Linked DNA regions of Callithrix jacchus: region 1 is linked to region 2. Evidence: chromatin contacts called from public Hi-C data. All regions are on one chromosome and are shown on one strand. Each heading gives the region's core, a stretch centred on a gene start, on an enhancer-like site or on the middle of the called end of the contact. The rest is flanking DNA. Distances are from core to core; before and after follow the strand shown. Region 1 overlaps GABRD (gamma-aminobutyric acid type A receptor subunit delta). Region 2 holds the start of TMEM52 (transmembrane protein 52).

Region 1 (4,360 bases), core at 918-3,417, 110 kb after region 2:
CCTCCGGACCCTGCCAACTGTTCTGGGGCAATGACCAGCCAGACCAGGCCAAGTCAGGGGAGCAGTACCTGCTCCCTGGGGTGGGCATGGGGATGTGGGTCACAGGCGCCGAGGCTGGGCCGGGCGGTGTGAGGGCAGGGCTACAGTGATGCACCCCCTGCGCCCACAGGCATCACCACGGTACTGACGATGACCACACTCATGGTCAGTGCCCGCTCGTCCCTGCCGCGGGCGTCGGCTATCAAGGCCCTGGATGTTTACTTCTGGATTTGCTACGTCTTTGTGTTTGCCGCTCTGGTGGAGTATGCCTTCGCGCACTTCAACGCGGACTACAGGAAGAAGCAGAAGCAGAAGGCCAAGGTCAAGGTCTCCAGGCCCAGGGCAGAGGTGAGGCCTGGGGCTGAGCCAGAGACAGTGCTATTGGGGGCCCCGACCAGGACCCCTCAGCTGCCCCCGCCCACTGCAGGTCCCTGCTGCGCTCCCTGAGTGTGGGGGGCTGGGGCCCCGTTTGGGAGTACCTGTGGTCCAGGGCCTGGGAGCTACACCCCAGCACTCAGCCCTGTCTCCCCCACTGGCCCTGTGCAGATGGATGTGAGGAACGCAATCGTCCTCTTCTCCCTCTCTGCCGCCGGCGTCACACAGGAGCTGGCCATCTCCCGCCGGCAGCGCCGCGTCCCAGGGAACCTGATGGGCTCCTACAGGTCGGTGGGGGTGGAGACGGGGGAGACCAAGAAGGAGGGGGCAGCCCGCTCCGGAGGCCAGGGGGGCATTCGCGCCCGGCTCAGGCCCATCGACGCAGACACCATCGATATTTACGCCCGCGCCGTGTTCCCCGCGGCGTTCGCAGCCGTCAATGTCATCTACTGGGCGGCGTACGCCATGTGAGCACAGGACCCAGGCCAACCTCGCTTGTCCTGCTGCCCAGAAACTTCCTGGGAGAAGGAGCCCTCAGGCCGTGTTTCGAGGTGGGATGACCCTCGGCCACAGAAAACAAGGGGAAGCTTCGGCCTCCTGAGCTTGGACCCCAGCCTCACCCGAAAGGACCGCCCGGAGCTCCCGGCAGGTGGCGTGAGACCCGCACAGACGAAGCAGCAGACAGTGTGACCAAGAGGCCGAGCCCGGCTGGGGTCTGGGCCCTACAGGAGCTGTGGATTTTTAGCCTCAGAAAGTGATCCTGGTTTCTAGGTCTTTGCTCTGCGGGGTCAGGATGAGCGCGTGGGAGGAGGCGGGATCGGACGTCCACCCGGTGAACAACAAAGGCGTCTGTGAGGTCTCGCTGGTCCCAGCATGAAATAAAGCCTTGGCCGGGGCCGGTTCCTTCTCTCTAACTATGCAGCACCTCACTCCCGTCCAGCTGCCTGGAGCCCACCCCAGCTGCCGGACACCCTTCTCCAGCTGCAGGCTCCTGGGCGGCGTTTGGTGGGAGCTAGCTGTGGAAGCTCACTGAACACCCAGGGCCGAACACACCTCACCCAGGGCCAGGCACACCTCACCTAGGGGAACAGAGGAGCAGGGTCCCGAGAAGCTGGGCAGGCTTCGGGAAGTGAGGAGCCAGGTTTTGTGATGCTGGCTTCACTGGGTCTCCTATCTGTGTCCCTGGGCTGTAATAAGGCCATTTTCTCCAGGGGTGCGAGGCAGGAGCCTGTGGTGACCCTGGGATGGAGTGAACTCAGGGCTGCTGGTCCCACAGCCAGGGCTTTTGAGGTGCCTTCCTGGGATCCTGGGGCTCAACACCAGACGGGGACAGAGACTTGGTGACACAGGGGCTCAGGGACTGCACCCCAGATGAGCCATGTCTGGGGTACTGACGGAGGGCCGAGGTGCAGAGGAGGCCTGGAGGGGGAGAGAGGGTCTGCTATCCCCTTGGTCCCTGGGCCCTTGTCCAGTGGTAGGTGCCACCATGGCCCCCTCTTGTATGTGAGGATAGGCTCTCGGAGGCCACCAAGGCCCCGTAAACACCACAGCCCCTTCCCACCTGTGGCCATTGCCACGGACACAGGGTGACCACCCTGCAGCCCAAGGACCCCTCCGGCCATCGGGCAGCTAATGGGCAGCTCTGAATGCGGGGTCCAGGTTTTCCAGGGTGCTGGGTCACAACTTGAGGAAGAGCCGGAAGGGAGCAGTTGGAGCATCTGCCAAGGCCCTGCCATTGCAGCAGGATCCAGGCATCTGGAGCCACCACACGGTGGCTTGCAAGGTGGCAAAGCCAGCCAGGCCAGTGCCCCGTGGAATCAGGGTGGCAACTGAGTCTGGGGGCCCCACCCCCATGACACCAAGGACCCGGGGTGACTGTATGAGCCACCTGTCTTCAGCATGACCTGTGGCTGCCCTGATGGGCTGAGCGGGCAGTGAGATCAGGTCGCCCCTGAGGCCCAGGCATTGCACCTAGGGATGGATGCAGGCGGAGCTGCCGCCCCCAGGGCCAGGCTGTGCCAGAGCAGATGAGGGCATTACCCCCTCCCACCCAGACCATGGCCCCATGCTGCACCTCTGTCCCCTGCTGGAACCCCCCACGCCACCTATTAACAGCCACTCCTCACTCCCAGGCTGTCATTTTGGGCCCCTGCTCTGCAGGGCAAGGCTGTGAGGTTCAGCAGGGCATCCTGGGGGTGGGACGGACCGGGCTCTGGTGCGGCCACAGATCAGATGCAAGCTTTGGGGCAAGCAGAGAACAGGTGGCCGGGAGCAGCAGAGCTGGATCTGGGTCAGCTTCGGCTTCGAGCCACCTCTTGACACCAGGGCAAAGCAGGCTGAGCCCGGCCAGCTCCCTGTCCAACGACAGGGACACCCCTGCAGGGCTGGCTCACCATTCCGCCTCTGGCCTTCTGCTCCCTGGGCCTCTCTGCAGGGTTCCGCTCCCTCCTCCCTGGAGCCCACATTGATCTGGGGAGAGGGCCCAGGCCGCAGATGGCACACCCTATAGCTACAGTCTGGGCCTGAGGCTAACACCACCGCCCCCCACCCCAGGCCTCCAGGCTCCTGACCCAGGGGCAGGCCTTCCACCCAGGGCAGCCGGGGGTTCGGCTCCAACTCCTGGGCCTTTGGGGGAAGGGTGGGTAGGTTCAAGATTCTGGGAACTATTTGGGGGTGGCCCCTGGACATGGAGGCTATTGGGCCACCCCTCACACCCCTCTCTGTTGGGAGGACCCTGGGCCCCATCTCTGCTTTGTCCTCCTTGTGGCCACAGGCTGCCCTCTTTCTCAGGCTCGTACCCACGGGAAGCTATTTAAAGCCAGCCTTTGCAACTGCCTCGGGCACCCACGCAACCAGGCCCTCCTGGGCAGCAGCCGTGCCTGATTTCTGCAACCAGCACACACTCCCCCCGGCAGGCTGCTGTTTCTGCCCACATATTTACAGGGCCAGGAAGAAGGACGGGAGGGTGCACGCTTTCAAACTCGACTTCTATTCCCTTTTATTCTGGTGGTGAGGGCAGGAGCAGACTGAAGGTGGGGGTGGGTCAGGGTTTGCAGCAGAAGGGAACCTGCCTGGGAGGGGGAGGCCATGTTGCCTGGGACGGAGGAACCTGGGGCTGAGGAACCTGGGGCTGAGGTTGATGGGCAGAGAGGCTGCCAGGACTCTGTGCGCCCTCATCCCAGCAGGGACAAGCCTTTGGGGGCTGGTGGCTTCCTGGCCTCCATGGAAGGCTGGACTGTGTGCCATGAATGTTGACCCCTGAGTGACCCCTGAGAGCAGGGCCCCCTCTTCCCCAAGGCTGGAGGCTGCAGGTGGGGCTAGAGGGGCCAGGAGGTAGGGGATAGTGTCCAGCTTCTCTGTCCGTGGTAGGGGTAGGGCAGGCATCAGCCATCACCCCGGCCCTCCCCTCCAGCAAGGCCACACGGAGCTCACACCCAAGAGAGTCCTTATGTGGGTTCCCCTAGAAACAGAGCCTGAAGCAAAGACTTGGGTGCTGGGAGTTTACCTGGGGCTGGGGCTGTCCGCTGCCTAAACAGACTACCATGAACCAAGCACCTTAAAACGACAGAAATCCGTCATCTCCTGGTTCTGGAGGCCGAATGCCCCAAATCAAGGTGTTGCAGAGCTGATTTCCTCTGGAGGCTCTGGGGAGCACCCTCCCCCTGCCCCCTCCTGCTTCTGGAGCTGCCAGGCACCCCTGGCCATCCCGGGCTGGCAGGCGCACCGCCAAGGCTCTGCCTTGTCTCTGCCGGGCACCCCTGGCTGTCCTGGGCTGGCAGGCATATCGCCAAGGCTCTGCCTTGTCTCTGCCAGGCACCCCTGGCCATCCCGGGCTGGCAGGCACACTGCCAAGGCTCTGCCTTGTCTCCGAGTCACTCTGCTGCCTCTGTCTCTTCTCTTCTCAGGGACCTGCGAAGGATTTCGGGCCCCCTTAAGCATGGCCCTG
Region 2 (4,138 bases), core at 1,008-3,507:
GGCAAAGGCATGGGGCTGGAGGAGAAGTTTTTCTGGCCCAGCCATGGGAACACAGCCCCAGTCACTTCTGCCACGACACCTGACACCACTCATTGCCCAGCTCAGGGCTAGGAATGGCAGCCTGAAGGCTGGACGGGGTACAGGCTGGGAACCACTCGCTCGCCCTGCCTGCTGGCACTGGGGGTTGGCTACCCAAGGGTTCCTCCCAGAGCTCTGGAGTCCCAGAGTCCTTCCCACATAGGCAGAGCCCACTTACATACAAACTTTATTCTCTCTCCAAGAAGATGCAGATGTCACAGCTGGCCTTGAGCTCCCACCCAAGGCTCAGGCCCAGGGGGCTTCCTCCAGCCTGAGAGTCTGCTGGGGCTGGGCAAGGGGCTGAGGCTGAAAGCAGCAGCCTGCCTCAGGGGTGACGCCATGCAGCCTGCTGGGCTGGCTGGCGGTGTAACACAGTACCTGGGCCACAGCAATGTTCTGGATGGTGGGGTGGGCTGCGGGCCCTTGGCTCCAAGTGCCAGTTCTCCGAGCTCTGGTCTGTTCTCCTACCTCCTTCAAGGGGCAGCAGAGCTACAGGGTGGGTATTGGGTACTGGGGCCTGATTCTTGTGGCATTAGAGTGGTCTCTAGGCCTGAGGCCCCAAGGGGAGGACTGGGTTTCTGGGAGGGTGCCGGCCCTTCCTCTCTGGGCTTGGCCATCTTGACAACTTCATTGTAGGAGGGTGGAGGCTCAGGGTAGTACAGGCTGTAGGCAGGAGGAGCCATGGAGTCGGGGTCCAGCTCCCCGAAGGGCAGGGGCAGCTGCGTGCCCAGTGGGTACTCCATAGAGCTGTAGGCTGCAGGGAACCAGAGTGGGTGGTTTGGCATTTACCCCGACATCTCTACACCCACCAGGCGGGCCCCTAGGCACTCACAGGTCACAGTGCTGTGTACAGGGCTGTCACTGTCCATCGGGATGACCACCAGGTCGTAGGGCTGCCGTGCTGGTGGCAGATGTGGCCGGGCCTGCACCTGCTTCCGGAGACAGCAGAAGCGGACACAGCCAGCTGTGACCCCGCACAGCAGCAGCAGGAGGACTGCCAGCAGGACCAGCCTAGGACAGCAAGTCCCCACCACTGGACTGACCCTCAGCCACCGGGCACCTGCACCGTGGGGAATGCCGTGGCACAACCACCCAAGACAGGTTAACAGGATAAAAAGCAGATAATGTCTCTCCACGTCGGAGGCTGCTGTGGCCAGAATCTGGCCTCTGGCTGCTGGGCCTGCCCTGGCTGTCTCTCTCAGGCTACAAGGATGGCCTTGGGCTCACTCCCAGGACGTGCTGCCCTCAGCGGCTGCCCCACTGCTGACCGGGATCGTGAGGGCTTCCCGTGGAGGCCAGGCGGGAGGAGTGGGAGGTAAGTCCTGCTTGCTCGAGGCCAGTTCCAGCCAGTGGCTGGGGCTGGGTGACAGCGGAGGGAGGCGGCCTGTTGAGGTAAGGGCCTGGCGGGAGTGGCCTCGGTGACCCCCGCCCCAGAACCGTCGGACGCACGGCTCAGCCGCGGCCTCCACTTACCCCACATGCCACAGGCTGCTCCAGCGGGCCTGAGGCGGGCACCTGCGGGGACGGCGGCACCTGGAGCAGGTGGGTCACCGGTCCGCCGACGACGACGCCCGCGCCTCCCCAAGGGTGGGGCCGGCCCCGGCTCCCTCCCGCCCCGACTTACTGGTCCGAGGGGTCGCAGCTTCGGTCCGCGAAACCCAGCGCCACCTGTGGGGACAGGGGTGAGCCCGAGAGGGGCGTGGTCCGAGCACGGACCCGGCCCACTGTGGCCGAACCGAGAGAGGGCGCGGCCCGACCCACCTGCGGCAGCGTCAGGAGCAGCAGCAGCAGTAGCCGGAGCCCGAGGGCCGGCAGCAGCCCTAGAGCCATGCTCTGAGGAGGTTGGAACAGAGCCCGGCGGCGAGGCTCTATGGAGCCCCGCCCACCACAGGACACACCCATCACAGAACACGCCCACATAACGCCCCCCTCAGCGCAAACCCCACCCGCCGGGCCTCGCTGGCCTCAGGCCCCGCCCACAGGAGAGCACGCCTACTGGACGCCCCACGCAGCGTAAATCCTGCCCACCGGGCCCCGCTCGCTACAGGCCCCCCCCCTCAGGGGGGGCACAAGCCTGCAAGACGACCCACTCTTACAGGACGCCCCACGCTTACAGGACGCCCCATGCTTACCGGACGCCCCACGCTTACCGGACGCCCCACGCAGCGTAAACCCCGCCCACTAGGCCTCGTTCGGCGCGAGCCCCTTCGCCACAGGCCCCGCCCACAGGAGGCGTCGCTCGCAAGACGCCCACTCGCTGGGCCTCCTCTCAATGCAAACCCCGCCCACTACCGCACCCAGTGTAAACCACGCCCACAGTCCCCGCCCAACGCAATCCCCTCCCACTGGGCCACGCCCAACGTGTTCCGAGGTCTCGTCCGTCGCTAGCCTAACTCCGCAGCTCCACCCGAGAGGCGATGGTGGGCGGGGTTCGCCCTCAACCCGGGCAAGGCGCCCCAACCCCGGCCGAACCCGGCCTGCTTTGCAGCTGGTCTGGGCTTGGCCCGGGGACCCTCGGGAGTTGGCCTAGAAAGTCGTGGCTCCCTTGGGTGTGGTTCCTGGGGTCCAATCTCGCACGCAGGCTCCAGGTTGAACTGGAGGGTCTCGCCACCGGGATGCTGGGCTTCCCGAACGCGGTGTTTGGACACTGATTGTGCACCTGTGCTGCAGGAACTGCCTGCGGGCTGGCCCTCGAGGCTGGAGCCTGGACCTGGCTCTGGGCCCTTGAGGCGCTGGGTGCAGACCACTTTCCTACAGCACTTGGCCTTGGGGACCATGCCCCACCTGGGGAATGTGGCCTCTATTCCCATTCCCTCAGCCTGCAATGCCTGCTACTCACTGTGCCGGGGGCCATTTCTTCCAGGGGACCCCTGACCCTTATCCCTCTGCTGCCAAGCCAGGGCCCCTGTTAGGCTCTTGCTGCCCTCTGCTCCCCGTGGGACCAGCAGCACACTGTCTTTCTGGTAGTCAGGCTAAGGGGCAGGGTCCATCTTGCTGCAGGAGGAGCACCCACCCCTTACTCAGAACACGTTCCACGTGTGGGCGCTGCTCAGTGTCCCCACCCCGACAAGGGCAGTGACCCTGGAGGGCAAGGCCTCCTCTGAGTGGATCTTCTGCCCACACCTGCCCTTCACCGCCTTGCTTCCTCCACTGCTGGGCTCTGCCCGAAGCTGCCTTGTACCTCCCAGAGCCTGTGCCATGGCCCTCAAGGGCCCTTCCTGCCTGCCCAGGGTGGGTAACCTCCCATATAGTCACCGAGGAATGAGAACTAAGCAGAACCCCGGCACAGTTAGGGCTTGAAGAATATCTCACTTTATAGTGTTACTACTCAGCAATTTCCTTTTATATAATCCTTTATATAATCATATTTAGTTTATAGAATTAGGGCTTGGGGGCCGGGTGTGGTGGCTCACGCCTGTAATCCAAGCACTTTGGAGGCCAAGGCAGGTGGATCACCTGAGGTTGGGAGTTCAAGACCAGCCTGACCAACATGGTGAAACCCCATCTTAAAAAAAGAAAAAAGTAAAAAAAAAAAAAAAAATTAGGGCTTGAAGAATCCCTTTATATAATCCTCTCTATATAATCATATAATAGTAGATAGTATGAGTGCCTAAAGAATATTTCCCTACATATATAATTATATCTTAGCTCATAATTGGAGGAATGCCTAGAATGGACACAGTACAGAGCATGAATTAAGGAATAAGTAGTTTATAATTGGAGGAATGCCTAGAGCAGACACAGTGCAGAGCATGATTTAAGGGACAGTCATACCATACTGAATCCATGGCCCAGGCGCCAGCGTTCAGTATCATAAAGATACCCACTGTGTGGCAGGCTTGGGGCGAGAGCCTCTCCTCCTGATAAAGGAGTTGTAGGACCTTGCTCCAGTTCTTGGTGAAGGATGCCCTCAGACCGTCAGTCCACCTTGGCGACTGTGAACTTTATCAGCTCTTGCTACTGTGCTGCTTGAAAAGCATCTTCCTATAGAATTCATTGGAGCTGCCAGAAGGTGGTGGTAACCCTGACAGCTCTGTCACTGCTGTGTGACTTAAAGCAT

Evidence for each region. A called contact is a pair of places that touch in the nucleus more often than the background predicts.
Region 1: a contact with region 2 is called in a Hi-C map of skeletal muscle, with 5 times the contacts expected there. The contact joins the enhancer-like site here to the promoter of TMEM52 in region 2. A contact is called at or near these places in 2 of 3 Hi-C or Micro-C datasets (induced pluripotent stem cells and skeletal muscle).

What each region holds. Positions count from the first base shown.
Region 1 is chr7:40,100,829-40,105,188 of calJac240_pri, forward strand. GABRD (gamma-aminobutyric acid type A receptor subunit delta) reads left to right here. Exons shown (of 10, transcript XM_078330070.1): 9 at 170-387; 10 at 586-1,328. The coding sequence ends at 885. Among named protein-coding and RNA genes, the nearest start is that of GABRD, 12 kb to the left of the region's middle. Within about 2 kb of position 2,168, at least 4 of the 16 cell types and tissues checked have an H3K27ac peak or open chromatin away from gene starts, as enhancers often do. A contact at or near this core is called in skeletal muscle, where this site is marked.
Region 2 is chr7:39,987,607-39,991,744 of calJac240_pri, forward strand. It overlaps TMEM52 (transmembrane protein 52), which reads right to left and starts at 2,258. Exons shown (of 6, transcript XM_054258693.2): 1 at 2,229-2,258; 2 at 1,840-1,911; 3 at 1,703-1,746; 4 at 1,552-1,593; 5 at 911-1,089; 6 at 253-832. The coding sequence starts at 1,908. The coding sequence ends at 552.